Linked DNA regions of Mus musculus: regions 1, 2, 3 and 5 are each linked to region 4. The links are chromatin contacts, called in public HiCAR-type, HiChIP or PLAC-seq, Micro-C and promoter capture Hi-C maps. All regions are on one chromosome and are shown on one strand. The core of a region is the stretch at or near the end of the contact, and the rest is flanking DNA. Distances in the headings are between cores, read along the strand shown. Region 1 overlaps Sptbn1 (spectrin beta, non-erythrocytic 1). Region 2 holds the start of Asb3 (ankyrin repeat and SOCS box-containing 3). Region 3 holds the start of Chac2 (ChaC, cation transport regulator 2). Region 4 holds the start of Acyp2 (acylphosphatase 2, muscle type). Region 5 has its middle 22 kb from the start of Gm40820.

Region 1 (2,700 bases), core at 69-2,568, 470 kb before region 4:
GAGAAAGAGGAACACTCCTCCATTGTTGGTGGGATGGCAAGCTTGTACAACCACTCTGGAAATCAGTCTGGTGGTTCCTCAGAAAATTGGACATAGTACTACTGGAGGATCCAGCAATACCTCTCCTGGGCAAATATCCAGAAGATGTTCCAACTGGTAATAAGGACACATGCTCCACTATGTTCATAGCAGCCTTATTTATAATAGCCAGGAGCTGGAAAGAACCCAGGTGCCCCTCAACAGAGGAATGGGTACAGAAAATGTGGCACAATTATACAATGGAGTACTATTGTATTAAAAACAATGAATTCGTGAAATTCTTAGGCAAATAGATGGATCTGGAAGATATCCTGAGTGAGGTAACCCAATCACAAAAGAACTCATATGATATGCAGTCACTGATAAGTGGTATTAGCCCAGAAAACCCTCCATTTTCTAGTTATTCATTAAGAGAGGTGTCCCTCTCCCCTGACATCTGTGAGGCTCATATATATCAACCTTGCACTATCGGGAGGCCTTTGTTCAGTCATTACTAATCCAAATCCAAATCCATCTTCAAGTGTCACATTGCAAAATATTTCACTCTCTCTCCCATCCAAAATAGTCTAATGTGTCTTATGCCTGTGATCCCAGCACTCATGAGACTGAAGGGAAAGGACAACACTAGTGCCCAGTCCAGCCTAACCTACACACAGCAACACTTATTAAAAAAAAAGAAGAAGAAAGAAATATGTAATTGCACAAACATGTGCTGGGCCCCATAGCCCCATAATGACTTAAGAAAGCTAGTTTTGCAACCGTCTGCCATCATGTACTTTAAACAAACATGGAATACTTCAGCACTGTATCTGCTTAAAGGCATTATCAGTGTAGAATTAAGGCTCTGAATAAGATTACATAGGGTTTCCCCTTTACCATGTTTCTAAAACTACCCTGTTTTGGGGCATGATCATTTCAGGGACCTCCACCCCCACCAAAATATGAAACCACAAAGCAGCATGTGTGTATTCAGGGGAGTCATGGAAACATTCTTCAATAGGATTTGGAGGCAAGCCGTGCTTAATTAATAAAAACATGTAATTTGGGGCAATTAGCAGCAGCAACAAAATGTTTAGTTGAGGGTCTTTTTATCTTAAGGCCATTTCTATGGACAGAGGCTCAGGATTAATGAAGTTTAACAAGAACAGCAGCAGCTGGTAATTAGTCTGTGAAGAGGAAGCAGAAATAAAAGGGGAAAAAGGACTTTAGCTCAGGGCTAGCAACTATGTTGTTCTTTAACTATGGGCCTGGCTAACCCTGAGCCACAAGTGGTCGCAGGGCAAATTAAAGGCTAGAAACCAAACAAATACACACGAAATTCAAGTGATCAACCATAACTCCCCAGAGTGAGGAAACATGAAAGCTGGCTACAAGGTTGCCTTGCCAGTCTAGAAGGAGCCAATGAGCACCAAGGTCGTCCAGCCAAGACATCCTCAAAAGCAGCAACAAAGGATACCCACGGCTGACAAGCAGGACAGCCAACAGTGTCGGTCAACCAAAGTTTCTATGAAGCCAGTCTCCTTCCACAGCACTAACAATACTGAAGGGCTGCAGATGGAGAGCAGCAGCTTTTGCTAGTAAATTTCTTGTTCAGATGAAAAATGACAGCAGATAAACCAGGAATGGAGGTATATGTCTGTAATCCTGGCTACAACTCTTGGCTTGGCATGTTCAATCATCAGTCAGTCACACACACACACACACACACAGAGAATCCTAGGATTATAATGTCATTATACACATACGCATACACTCCCCCACATACACAAATAAGCAGCAATGCGACACTGTGATCTTCTCAGATCCTAAGGCCTGAGCTTAACATGGGTTTCATAAGGATCAGTGGTATAAAGAGCTGGCTAGAGCATACAAACAAGAGGTGACTGACAAAGTAGGCTCCTGATGCTAGTTTGTTTCAAGTTTCAAATACTGTTTAGTTCTACATGTAGTTAGTTCTACCTTTAGTCCCTACCACTTGACATGCCAAAAAAAGAAGAAATCTTATAAAACAATGGCACCCCAAGTAATCTTCAAGAGAATTTCTTCAAAGAACTTCTTCCCAGCCATCACTGCTCTGACAATCCAGGGTACTCTGTAACCCTCGTTGGATGCTTCAATTTTCTTGGCATTGGCTTCCTTCCCCAGGGGCCCCATGGCTGACAGAACCAGCCCATTCACCTTTCACCTAAGGCTGTAATGCAAATGAACCCAAGGTTACTTATTTACACAACAAAGGAATTCTGTTTGGTCCTAGAAACGGAAAGAGTGGTTCTCAGGTGCTACTAAAGGAGAAAGTAATCACACGGAAAAAAGGGTTAGTTTTAGAACCCTTTTCCAAGGACAATACAGTTAACTGCTCTGGGCTATTTACTTGCACAGACTGGATTCAGTGGGGAAAAAACCCCAAAACAGCAGACATTATGGTCTAGATGCACTAGCTAAAACCAGTAAGTTCCTAAGTCCTCATACTCTCTCAGACTCACCTTATGTGAACCTAAGGTGAGGCGTTTCAGAGCCTCCAGGAAGTACTGTAGAGGAGCAGCTTTGTCCAATGCTGCTCTGCGACTGTAGGAGCCAAGTGAGCATGTTAAGGGGCTAATCATGCTAACCCTACTATAGAGGGAAGCCTGGCTCCTTGAGTGCTACAGCTGGTGTCACAAA
Region 2 (2,700 bases), core at 75-2,574, 310 kb after region 4:
GTGCTGGCAATGGAATCCAGATCTAGGTGTGTGGTAAATTTGTCTGTAGTAGTTACACATGGATAGACATTTCAGCACTACAATCATTCAAAACTGAATTTCCATTCTTGTTAGATTATACACCAAAATCTCGTATTCTAGGACTGGAGAGATGCCACAGAAATTAAAAACACATTATTACTCTTCTCGGAGGGGTGAGTACAGTTCCCAGTTCTCACATTGGGAGCCTCACAGCCACTGGCTCTTTCATTCTTGCCTTTTTACACAATACACATTAATTAACGATCATAAAATCCTTTTTAATCTCATGTTCTAGAGTCCTAAATAATAGTGGTAATACATTCAAGCCTCTAGTCTATTCTGCATGGCCAGTAGTATTCCGCATATAAGCTCACTAATATCTTCCAAACCAAATAGCCCTCTCAAATGCCTTAAGGGAAAAGATTCTCAGAAGCTGTATACGTCGTTTTTAAGTGTGTGTTGGAGAGAAAGAATGAATAGAGATGGGACTCCTGTCTGTTGGACGGTTGTGCGGGTAGGGTGATGTGCTAGTTAATTCTAAAACTTCCTCCACAGAGTGGGGCTGTAGAGAAGCCAGATCTAACGTAATGAGATTTAAAGGAGGGAGATGAAGTGACCGCTGATCTCCTAGTTAGTATGGAGGGCATATCCACTTAGTGTGCTAAACGAATTAATGAATGAACGAACACACTTAGGCTTGGGGTCGATAAATGCTTGGGAAAAAAAGGTTCTGGAAGAAAAAGCTAAGGAATCGAGGGCTGGCCCGAATGCTTCGTGCCAGAAAGAGGGGAGAAGGCTGCGGCTCGTGAGGGCACTGACCAGAGAGAACTCGGTACCAGGCCAGTTGACTCGGAAGGGGATGTCGTCGCTGAGCTGGGGCAGCGCTCGGCCGCCGCCGGACGCCTCCAGGAGACCGTACAGAACCAGCAACAGTGGCCCTCCGGGGACCAGGCTCCGCAAGCCGCCGTCTCCTTCCTCCATTGCCGCGTCCTCCAGCCACCGTCACAACCTCCTCTACCAGAGGAGAACAGGAGGAGGGGAGGAGGAGGGGGAGGAAGGGGGGGAGGAGGAGGGGGAGGAGGAGGGGGAGGAGGAGGAGGAGGAGGAGGAGGAGGAGGAGGAGGAGGAGGAGGAGGAGGAGGAGGAGGAGGAGGAGGAGGAGGAGGAGGAAGAAGAGGAGGTACTACAAAGCGTCCTTAGTGCAGGGGACCCAACCGCCGCCGCCACGTCTCCTTGCAGACGGCTGGGCAAAGCCGCCTCCGCCTTACAAGGGCTTGGGGCCACCGCTTCCGGGGCAGGCAGCACATCAACATCCGGGGTTGTTGAGTCGGTGGCCTACGGAAGCCCGCGCTTGGGTCGCGTTGCATTGCGTTGCTGCTGTAGCATCCTAGCGGTTGGACTCAAACGCAGAGGCCCGGGACTGACGCCGGTTGAACGGGTCTGGAGACGGCGCTTGGACGAAGCGGCCCGGCCAGGTGAGTCCTGGCCCGCGCGCTCAGTCCAGCCGCTAGGGACTCTCGGGATTTGGGGGTGAGTGGGCGGCGGCCCGCTCTCAGAAAGCAAGTAGAGAACCGAGCTGTGCAGAGTCGAAGTAGAACTTACAGTTCCGACTGAGCTGCCTACCCTCCAGTCTTTTGCTATTTGCACTCTCCATCTTCTCTCCAGAAGCTTCTCTTAGTTTCTTTTGATGGCGACTGTTGTCACGTCTGTCTCAGATGCTGTGTGTTTGGGGACACCCCCAGTGACACCTGCCACGTCCTTCGACTTTGGCATAGATTTGTTGGGTGGCTAGGCGCGTACAGTCCTGCATTTTTACTTCAGGAGAAGTTTTCCCTCCCTTGACTCAAGTGTTGGACTGTTGTTATTTTACTTAAGTCCAGAAAGTTTATGTCAAGGCCAGAGCCAGGTGAATGTGAAGTTATGAATCAAGTTACAGCAGACTGAATATAGACAGAAAGTTTTGGTTTTTGTCCCCTTCTTGAAAAAAGAAAATAATGTCCACATTTTTTTTCATCTCCTGTGTAATAATTTTACAGTGTTTGCCATAGAACATTTGGTAAGGACTGCCCATGTTGTGGTGTTAAAATCCACTGGGAGAAGAGACTTAGACTCAATTCAAATTTAGACTAAATGAACTTATTCTTACTGTTGGCAGAAGGAAGGGAGCCATAGAGCAAATACAGCCCACCATGCAAAAGGTGAATTAAGGTGGGGCTTTAAGGAGGACATCTGAATTACATGGATTACTGATATCCATGGAGTCTACATCTGATCAGGAAAATTGTCTCACTTCTCTCAGTTGTTTCTTACTTTCTCATTATACAGTAATAAAAAAAAAAAAACCATTTTATCCCTTCCCCAAAGCGATAGTAAGTTTTACAAAAGGCAAGCAGCCTTTAATGCTTTATAGCCCCATTGTCTGATTCTTATCTATCCATTAGGATCTCCCAGGCATTCCAGAGCAAAAGACTCATTGGCCAGTTAAGGGAAGCCTGGCTCCACGTTAAGTTTCGTCAGTCATCACAGAGGACTTCTACTCTAATGACTGAGATAGAGCAGTTCATTTTTCAGTGGGTAAAAACATAGTGCCACTAGATTAAGGCTGGCTGTCATATCCCCACACTCAAATTTGAACCAAATCAAAAAGCAGGAAGAGCAGTCCGTTTTTCAGCTTTGTAA
Region 3 (2,700 bases), core at 181-2,680, 340 kb after region 4:
TGTAAATAAACATTGGCCTCTGTTTGGGTTCCACCAGGCCAGGAAAGTCTACCTTAATTCTAAATTGACAAACTGTAGTTAGAATGGTTCTACCTCAGATGCTCTTCCTGATTTAAAGCCTGTATCTTTTGAGCAGGTACACACTGTGATCTTTCCCTTTCCTAAAATCTCTTCTGATACTTGGTTTCCAGTATTTCAGAATATTATGCTTTAGAGTATTTTTTAAAAATGGTGCTGGGAATTGAACTCGGGCAGGGCCTTGCATGCACTAGGTAAGAACTCTACTACTAAGCTATATTCCCAGACTTGTTTCTGAGCTTGAGGTCCAGGCCAGTATTGAACTTGTGATATTCTTTTGGATTACAATTTTGTACCAGCAGACTAGGCTAATTTTAAGAGTATGTTGGAGAACACAGGAACATTCAAAACCAAAGGTTAGATATTAACCAAACAAGTTACTAGTTCATACTTGTTTAACTTTTTTTTTCCACAGATTTTTTTTTTTTTTTTTTTTTTTTTTTTGTAGCCAAGGCAAATAGTGAGCTGCTTCTAACACTCTGAACCCCTGGAGAGCTGAATGCTTTATATGACCGAACTGAAAAACAGATCCAATGATTTGTATTTACATTAATAATTCAAGAGAACTATGGAGAAGGAACATTCAAATAATGGAGATTTTCAATTCATTACTCAGAACGAACTGCAAACCTCACATAACTTTGCTTATACCTCTCAATCAAAAAATCACCATGGGCATAAAAATTGGAATGACTGGAAACTAGTTCTTTCATGATCTTAGGCATTTTAAAACTAAAACATTGGAAACATAAATTGGAAATTTACAGGCACATATAAATTCAGACCAGTAAAAACCTGGCATAATATAGACATATCAACGAATTTACACACTGACCATGTGGTGACATGAAAATTCAACTTTATTATTTTGTGGGGTGGCAGAGGTTGCCAAGATAAGGGTGCTGTCCTGGCCACTTCAGCCTTGGGCGAGCTCCCTGTGCCCGTGCTTTCTGCTTTAGAAACTAATTACTGGCTTCTGAAGCGGCCTAAGGATATCCACTTCTTGAGAGAGGCAAGGGCAGGTGGCCAATGAAGTTGAGAGCTTTATCCTGTTCCAGTGCTCTGCTGGGTAGGTGGGCATGAGGCGCTGGCTCCTTACCTTGCCTGGGACCCCGCGGTGGTCCGTGCTACCTTGCCAGAAGCGCCGACTGTAGTTTGTGATGTAACCAACCAGCTTGTCCTGGTAGGGGAAGTCCACCTTCCAGATGAGGGACCCATAACCAAACACCCACATCTTTCTGGACCCTGACCGGCACTCGGACTTCAGAACGAGACTGCTACCGAGGGGAGTAACCGGCTGCTGGGGCAGTGCCAGGCGCTCTGGCTTCGCCTGATGTGCGGCGCAAAGCACACTGGGTTTTCAGAGCTTCTATGGTGCGGGAGGGGTGGGGGTAGGGAATGGGAGGCAGGGGACTACATTACCCACAATTCTTTAGAGTTTTACGACTCTCGAGTTGGAGCAGCACCCCTCCCACCTTTTTTTCTAGTGAGAATTGAAAGAGGAGAAAAGGCAGGACTCCTGTCTTATAGGGCACCACAATTAGCACGTAGTCATTTTGTTGTGCTTTGAAAATTGGCTAGCTGCCCACATCAAACAGCAGCCAGAGTGGCAGATCCCGGAAGTATAATATCTGTATGACCAAGTCCTGTGTCCTTTGCTTTTAAATAGAAGCAAAACAGTAGTTTTATGTGTGTGAAAAAGCAACTGGATTCTAATGGAAGTTGCTTATCAGATTGGGGGGAGGGGGGGAAGAACGGGACTGTTTAAGCATGATGAAGGAGAGAGGTTTTTATACAGTAAGAGACATCTGGAACAGTTCACAGTGGGCAGGACCAAACTGAGCTGTGCCATGTGAGAAGAGGGAGGGAAAGAAAGATGAGAGAGAGGGACTAGGTGCAGCAGCCTGGAGGCTCAAAAGGGATTTGGTTGGATTATATAGGAAAGGGCTGCTGCTAGAAGGTCAGCCCAGCCCTAGGGATGGAAAAGTTTAGAGTAGGGGTTGGGGTATGCCAGCAGGAGGGTCCTGAAATAGATCAGGACCGAAGGATGCAGGAAGAACTTGGCAGTCAGTGCCTATTATGATGTTAAGTAGGCACCTCAGCCATTTTTCTCACTTTTGAAACCTACCACTTATTTAAACTTCAAAGAACAGTTTGTTCAGTCTTAATCTCGGAGGCTCAGAGACGAGCAGGTGCACTCTCCCATTACATTACTTCACCAGTGGCTTTTACAGTGCTGCTTATAGAATCCTTTTCTTTTCTCAGGTGAATGGCTGCTGTTTTGTTTAATAAGAAACTTTGAGGATAATGAATATTCTTTACTGAACACTTAATTTGGATGGTTGAGGAGAATTCTTATATTTAGTTTAAAATGTATTGTTTTTCCTGGATTTCCTTCTTAACTCTTAAGTATTTTCATTGCCTCCCCATCAGACAGTTCTATTCTTGCAGAACTATGGCAGGACACCTTAAATTTTAGATAAAAACACTAGTGGGAAAATATGTAGAACCACTGTTGACTATTGGGAAACATATTTTCTTAGTCTTCCTTTGGGTTGTGTTCTTTGTATTCTTAAGATTATAATATTTTATGTATTTGAATTTCTCAAAAATTGAAAATTA
Region 4 (2,700 bases), core at 141-2,640:
CAGGAGGATTTCTGAGATCGAGGCCAGCCTGGTCTACAAAGTGAGTTCCAGGACAGCCAGGGCTATACAGAGAAACCGAGTCTCAAGCCCCCGCCCCACCCCCCAAAAAAGAGAAAAAATAAAGAGAAAAAGAAAAAGAAAGAGAAGGAGGAGGAGGAGGAGGAGGAGGAGGAGGAGGAGGAGGAGAAAGAGGAAAAGGAAAAGGGAAAGGGAAAGAGAAAGAGAAAGAGAAAAGAGAAAGAGAAAGAGAAAGAGAAAGAGAAAGAGAAAGAGAAAGAGAAAGAGAAAGAGAAAGAGAAAGAGAAAGAGAAAGAGAAGGAGAAGGAGAAGGAAAAGGAAAAGGAAAAAGAAAAAGAAAAAGAAAAAGAAAAAGAAAAAGAAAAAGAAAAAGAAAAAGAAAAAGAAAAAGAAAAAGAAAAAGAAAAAGAAAAAGAAAAAGAAAAAGAAAAAGAAAAAGAAAGGCATTATTTTTATGTTGAAGACCGGAACCTGCATTACAGGCTTATAAGGACTAGCTCGTCCTTGGTCTGGTACAGAGCAGAGCACCCATTCCAGGGCTTGGTGACTATTAAGCAAGCACTCTACTGAGCTACATTTCCAGTCTCAAAAAGTTTTCTTCTTTTAAATGGATGATATACATTAAATAGTTACAGTATTTATACGCCATTAGATAATTTTCTCAAGTGTATAGACCAGCCTGGTCTTGAACTCAAATATCCACCTTCTTCTGCATAAGGACTACATGCACTACTATGTCAAGTTGCGTTAGAAAAAATTAAAAGAATGTTTTAACGTTTTAAATTACAAATATAAAGATTTAAAGTAAGTCAGACATTATATTCTATGCATCTATTTAAGCTTATAATCAAACAAAAATTTTAAAACTTCACTTAAATGGCCTGGGAGTGTACTTCAGCAATCTAGTACGCAAATGTAAGACTGTGCATAAATATATAAGGTTCAATCTCCAAAACCCAGGAAGGAAAAATTGCTAGCTGGAGAGGGGCTACAACCTCTGACAAAGTAAATCACCCAGTATCATTCAGGTACCCTTGCTTTTCTGCCGCACTTAGGCGTCCCCCACCCCCATCCTATAGGCTTGCAGCGTCCTCTTCGGGAACCCAGGGTGACCTCCCTCCGCCCCGCGCTAGCCCGTTCTCCCCGCCCCGGGCTGCTGTGTCATGGCTGAGCGGAAGTCGCTGCCTCAGTGAGAAGAACCGTCCCTAAAATGGATGGCATAAGCTTCCTCCTCTCCCTCCCACGGCCTCGTCTTGGCATCCCAGGTCAGACCGTACCTTGCACTGTCCCGAACACTTCGTAGTCCACAGACTTGAGCAGCTCGGTCATGGCGGCCAGCCTTCTCCCGAGCAGCATTAGCTGGGTATGTGGCGCGGAGACTGCGACAGCCGCCAGGGGAGGAAGACTTATGGGCTCTGGGACCGACGCCCAGAAGCCAAGACAAGAGCGCGCTGGGTCATGCGTAAGAAGATGGCAGATGACCGTTGTACACAGTGAGGGCGACGGGACACCCGGCGCTCGGGCTCCCTAGCAGGGTGCTCCCTCTCTGCGTTCCCCAGGACCCGGTTCTCTAAAGAAAACGGAGGTCGGGCATGTGAGGGGATTAAACCAACTAATATCTACCCACCGACGTTTATTTGACACAAAAAAGGTTTTGTTTTGTTTTTTCTATAAGGATGAAAATAAGAGGGTGACTTGTTGAGAGGACAGAGCGGGTAAAGTCTAAGTGGGTAGAGATGAGAAGGATAATAGGGGGAAAATTACCAAAATTCATTATATGCAAGGATAAAATGTCAAAGAATTTTTAAGTTTTAGGTGATTTTATATAGGTACACTGTAAAGAATACATAGTATACCCATGGGTACACTGTAAGGAGATTAATTCAAGCTAATTAACTTTCATCTCTGATTTCATTTAAGATTTCAACGATTTTAAATATATATCATTCTTAACTATACTCACCATTGTGCAAATATATGATAATCTCCACTTCATATGAAGAAAATGTGTGCCCTTGAAACAATATCCCCATTTCCAACATCCTGAGGTGGACATTTGAAATGAAGGACCTGCTTAGCTTAGTGGCACAAAGGGTATTTGGTCAGTGTGCTGGCTAGTCTTGGCACAAGCTAGAGTAATCTTAGAGGAGAGAACCTCAAGTGAGAAAATGCCTCCATAAGATCTAGCCATAAGGCATTTTCTTAATTAGTGATTGATGGGGGGGTGGGGGAGGGAGCAGTGGAACCCAGCCAGTTGTGGGTGATGCCATCCCTAGTCCAGGGATCCTGGGTTCTATAAGAAAGCAGGCTGAGTAAGCCATGTGGAACAAGTCAGTAACCAGTCCCCACCCCCACCCCACCCCCCATGCCTCTACATCATCTCTAGGTTCCTGCCTTGTTTGAGTCCCTATCCTGATATGTACAGTGCTGTGGAGGTATAAGCCAAATAAACATTTTCCTCCCCCAAGCTGCTTTTTGGTCATTGTGTTTCATGGCAGCAATAAAAACCTTAACTAAGACAGACAATGAATCAATTCTGAAATGTTCTGACGGTGCCAAATCTGTGGTGATTCTGAGATAAAGTTAGGCTTGATCTTTTCATTCAGGCTGATGAATCTGAAAGGTGCCTTGTGGTGATTTGGCTAGCTTTGTTGCCCATACAGACTGTGTTTGAATACTTGG
Region 5 (2,700 bases), core at 27-2,526, 360 kb before region 4:
AAATTTAGGTTCCATACATAAATACAATTTCCTGTGGTGTCTATTATAATTAAAATGTTCCATGGGCTTACTTTTGTGTTTGTTGGTGTTCAAATGAGGGACAAGCTACCGATTTATAGAACCAAATCTCCACACCCACTAACAAACACCTTCAAGCCCCCAGCATTCATTGCTGAGGAACAGGAGGCACTGGCTGTGGATCCAGATTGTGGCAGTGCTGAGGCCTTGTATCGAGTTCCACTAATTCCTGAATTATTCTCTCCTCCTCAGCTGCTAATGCTGTAGCACAGGAGAAATAAAGAGAGAGATCCTGTCTGTTTGAATACAAGAACTTTGGAATCCTGCTTCTGAACCCTAGAAACATTCCACACCAGCAGAAAAGAAAACGCAATGCTCTGTCAGGAAGGCAGGGCTAGAATGGGGCAGACAGTGATCAGATCAGCCAAAGAACAGGAACCAGAAAAGGGAGAGCAGTAAAGAATTGATCTTTCTTCCTTCTTATCTCTCTATCCACATCTGGTCTTCCCTCCCTTCCCCTCTTCTCTTTATACTTCTCTTTTCTCTTCCTTCCACCCATTCCCTCTTGCCCACCCTCCCTTTCTTCGCCCTCCCTCACTGTCTCAACACCACCTACCCTACTCCTTTAAATTCCCAGTGGCTTCCCAAGCAGCTTGGTTTGAGTCAGATGTCCATGTTCTGTTTAATCAGCTGTGACTTGAGGAATGGTGACAAGCACTGTTCCTATCTTGTGGCAAGAGAGAAGTCCTCAGATAAGCAGGAGTAGGCTTGCTCTGGAGAAGGATGTAGTCTGTCCCATCATGTAGCATGCACTTACTATAATGTTTTTATCACAACTACTTCCCTACTGCCCTAGCTCTGGATAATAAGCAGCCTGGGTCAGGCTTCTCACCTGCGCTTCTGCTGTTCAATGAAGCCACACTGAGGGAAAATCAAGACAAAATCCTTATCAAAGTCTCTTCTAATTCCCTACAAAGAAGAAATATTGTATAGAAGCCATCATGACCACAGCTTAGCCCTGTGCTTGGCTGGGCTGTTTGGCACAGGCATAGAATACTATTATTGTCAACCCAGCTCACTTTCCCCTATCTGAGCTGGGTCACAACTAGTACTGTGTTTACTCCATTTGTTCCTAATGCAAAACAATAGCCAGTTCTACCATCTGAAATATCATAAACCTCTCAGTTCATAAATTCTAGACTGGGTTATGTGAGGAATTTCTGGCAGATCCACCAAGAAACCCAGCCAATCTAGATGTTAGAGGAATGTCATGAGTTTGTCGCCAAGTAAGAACATTAACACTTCACCCATATTCCAGAGGAATATAGTCATTCTGCAAATGAGTCTTTGGGGAATGGTCAATATCACCATTACATGCCTTAAGAAATGTGGAAATGTGTATTTGATTTCCTTGATATATGGGTTTATAGGGAAAAAAATGCTCATTGTAAACTAAATTTGTAATCTGTACTGCCAGATTTGCGCACTCTTTCTTTCTTTCCTTCCTTCCTTCCTTCCTTCCTTCCTTCCTTCCTTCCTTCCTTCCTTTCTTTCTTTCTTTCTTTCTTTCTTTCTTTCTTTCTTTCTTTCTTTCTTTCTTTCCCTCCCTTTCCCTCCCTTTCCCTTCCCTTCCCTTCCCTTCCCTTCCCTTCCCTTCCCTTCCCTTCCCTTCCCTTCCCTTCCCTTCCCTTCCCTTCCCTTCCCTTCCCTTCCCTTCCCTTCCCTTCCCTTCCCTTCCCTTCCCTTCCCTTCTCTTCCACTTCCTTCCTTTCCACTTCTTTTCTTCTTTGTGGGCAGGGCAGGGAAGGCTTCCTGTATCCTGGTCTGGTTTTAAACTTCAATTCACTATGTAGCCCAGAATGACCTTGAACACTTTTGGTCCTCCTAGCTGCCTTCACCTCCCAAGTGCTGGGATTATAAGTGTGGAACACTGCACCCAACTAATTTCCATTAACACACAAACACACACATACACACACACTTCTTATAAGACTAATTAAAGACAAATTTTGTAACAAAGCTAAAACACCCTTGCAGTATGTTGAACTTGTCACTTGTCACCCTGGGCTTTGTGTAGGCAAGGATACCTGCAAATGCAAACCACCCACAAAGTTACATATTTATCAAAACATTATGACTTGTTTTTTTGCAGTTTGATTGTGTAGTTCAGTTGTGAGTGAACTTAGTATATGACAACATCACAGTGCAATGTCAAAAGATTGGCCATGTCTGGGTGTAAGCTAAAAAGTGGGGAGAGTATTTAGGTTGTGAAACATGGAGTCAGAGGGCCATAAGAGGACATGATGCAATGTTGGTATTAGTGATGGCTTGCTTTGGTTGTGACTTAAGCCAGAGGTAGTCAGGAATGGTTCTAGAAAGGGAGAACTGGGACCAGGTCATAAAGGTACTTTGGCCAGGCTGAAGGACTGGAATGATCTAGAACAATGTGGAACCTATAGAATATTTTTAAAGAAAACTTTTTATTGAGAAAACGTATTGAAAGATGCACATAAGTATTCAGCTCAATGAATTTTCATGATCTAAGCACAGCTGTGTGGCCAGCATGCAGAACATAGCATGCATAACCTGTGCCCTTAAGGCTCCCTCCCTATTTTCTTGCAGGCCCTACTCCCCTCTCTTGTGGTCACTGCAGCACTTCTAAGTTTATAGATTTGTTTTGCT

What was found. Promoter capture Hi-C pulls out the DNA fragments that hold promoters and counts their contacts. Hi-C and Micro-C count contacts between places; a contact is called where the count stands out from the background. HiCAR-type assays count read pairs that join an accessible place to other places. HiChIP or PLAC-seq counts read pairs in DNA pulled down with a chosen protein or histone mark.
Region 1: a HiCAR-type map of kidney shows a contact between it and region 4, with 6 times the contacts expected there. The contact joins the enhancer-like site here to the promoter of Acyp2 in region 4. A contact is called at or near these places in 8 of 39 promoter capture datasets (the 3T3-L1 cell line, 3T3-L1-derived adipocytes, the C10 cell line and 4 more), 2 of 484 Hi-C or Micro-C datasets (brain and embryonic stem cells), 12 of 115 datasets of contacts at active chromatin or transcription factors (acute myeloid leukemia, bone marrow-derived macrophages, cardiomyocytes and 7 more) and 1 of 9 other capture datasets (embryonic stem cells).
Region 2: a Micro-C map of embryonic stem cells shows a contact between it and region 4, with 1.7 times the contacts expected there. The contact joins the promoter of Asb3 here to the promoter of Acyp2 in region 4. A contact is called at or near these places in 2 of 39 promoter capture datasets (embryonic stem cells and stem cell-derived epiblast-like cells), 2 of 484 Hi-C or Micro-C datasets (embryonic stem cells and granulocyte-monocyte progenitors) and 3 of 9 other capture datasets (adipose tissue, liver and pancreatic islet).
Region 3: a promoter capture Hi-C map of second pharyngeal arch cranial neural crest shows a contact between it and region 4. The contact joins the promoter of Chac2 here to the promoter of Acyp2 in region 4. A contact is called at or near these places in 4 of 39 promoter capture datasets (cranial neural crest, erythroid cells, hematopoietic stem and progenitor cells and 1 more) and 2 of 9 other capture datasets (liver and macrophages).
Region 5: an H3K27ac HiChIP or PLAC-seq map of cardiomyocytes shows a contact between it and region 4, with 6 times the contacts expected there. The contact joins the enhancer-like site here to the promoter of Acyp2 in region 4. A contact is called at or near these places in 1 of 39 promoter capture datasets (3T3-L1-derived adipocytes), 2 of 484 Hi-C or Micro-C datasets (the HL-1 cell line and embryonic stem cells), 4 of 115 datasets of contacts at active chromatin or transcription factors (the NIH/3T3 cell line, bone marrow-derived macrophages, cardiomyocytes and 1 more) and 2 of 9 other capture datasets (embryonic stem cells and pancreatic islet).

What each region holds. Positions count from the first base shown.
Region 1 is chr11:30,175,068-30,177,767 of GRCm38.p6, forward strand. All of the region lies in intron 1 of Sptbn1 (spectrin beta, non-erythrocytic 1), which reads right to left. Among named protein-coding and RNA genes, the nearest start is that of Sptbn1, 43 kb to the right of the region's middle. Within about 2 kb of position 1,319, at least 64 of the 459 cell types and tissues checked have an H3K27ac peak or open chromatin away from gene starts, as enhancers often do. A contact at or near this core is called in acute myeloid leukemia, embryonic stem cells, kidney and 2 more, where this site is marked.
Region 2 is chr11:30,953,074-30,955,773 of GRCm38.p6, forward strand. It overlaps Asb3 (ankyrin repeat and SOCS box-containing 3), which reads left to right and starts at 1,325. Exons shown (of 10, transcript NM_023906.3): 1 at 1,325-1,496. It overlaps Erlec1 (endoplasmic reticulum lectin 1), which reads right to left and starts at 1,058. Exons shown (of 14, transcript NM_025745.3): 1 at 841-1,058. The coding sequence starts at 1,002.
Region 3 is chr11:30,984,935-30,987,634 of GRCm38.p6, forward strand. Chac2 (ChaC, cation transport regulator 2) reads right to left here and starts at 1,431. Exons shown (of 3, transcript NM_026527.3): 1 at 1,178-1,431. The coding sequence starts at 1,312. All of the region lies in intron 1 of Asb3 (ankyrin repeat and SOCS box-containing 3), which reads left to right.
Region 4 is chr11:30,648,006-30,650,705 of GRCm38.p6, forward strand. It overlaps Acyp2 (acylphosphatase 2, muscle type), which reads right to left and starts at 1,391. Exons shown (of 4, transcript NM_029344.3): 1 at 1,296-1,391. The coding sequence starts at 1,374.
Region 5 is chr11:30,291,690-30,294,389 of GRCm38.p6, forward strand. No RefSeq gene overlaps it. Among named protein-coding and RNA genes, the nearest start is that of Gm40820, 22 kb to the right of the region's middle. Within about 2 kb of position 1,277, at least 84 of the 459 cell types and tissues checked have an H3K27ac peak or open chromatin away from gene starts, as enhancers often do. A contact at or near this core is called in the HL-1 cell line, the NIH/3T3 cell line and cardiomyocytes, where this site is marked.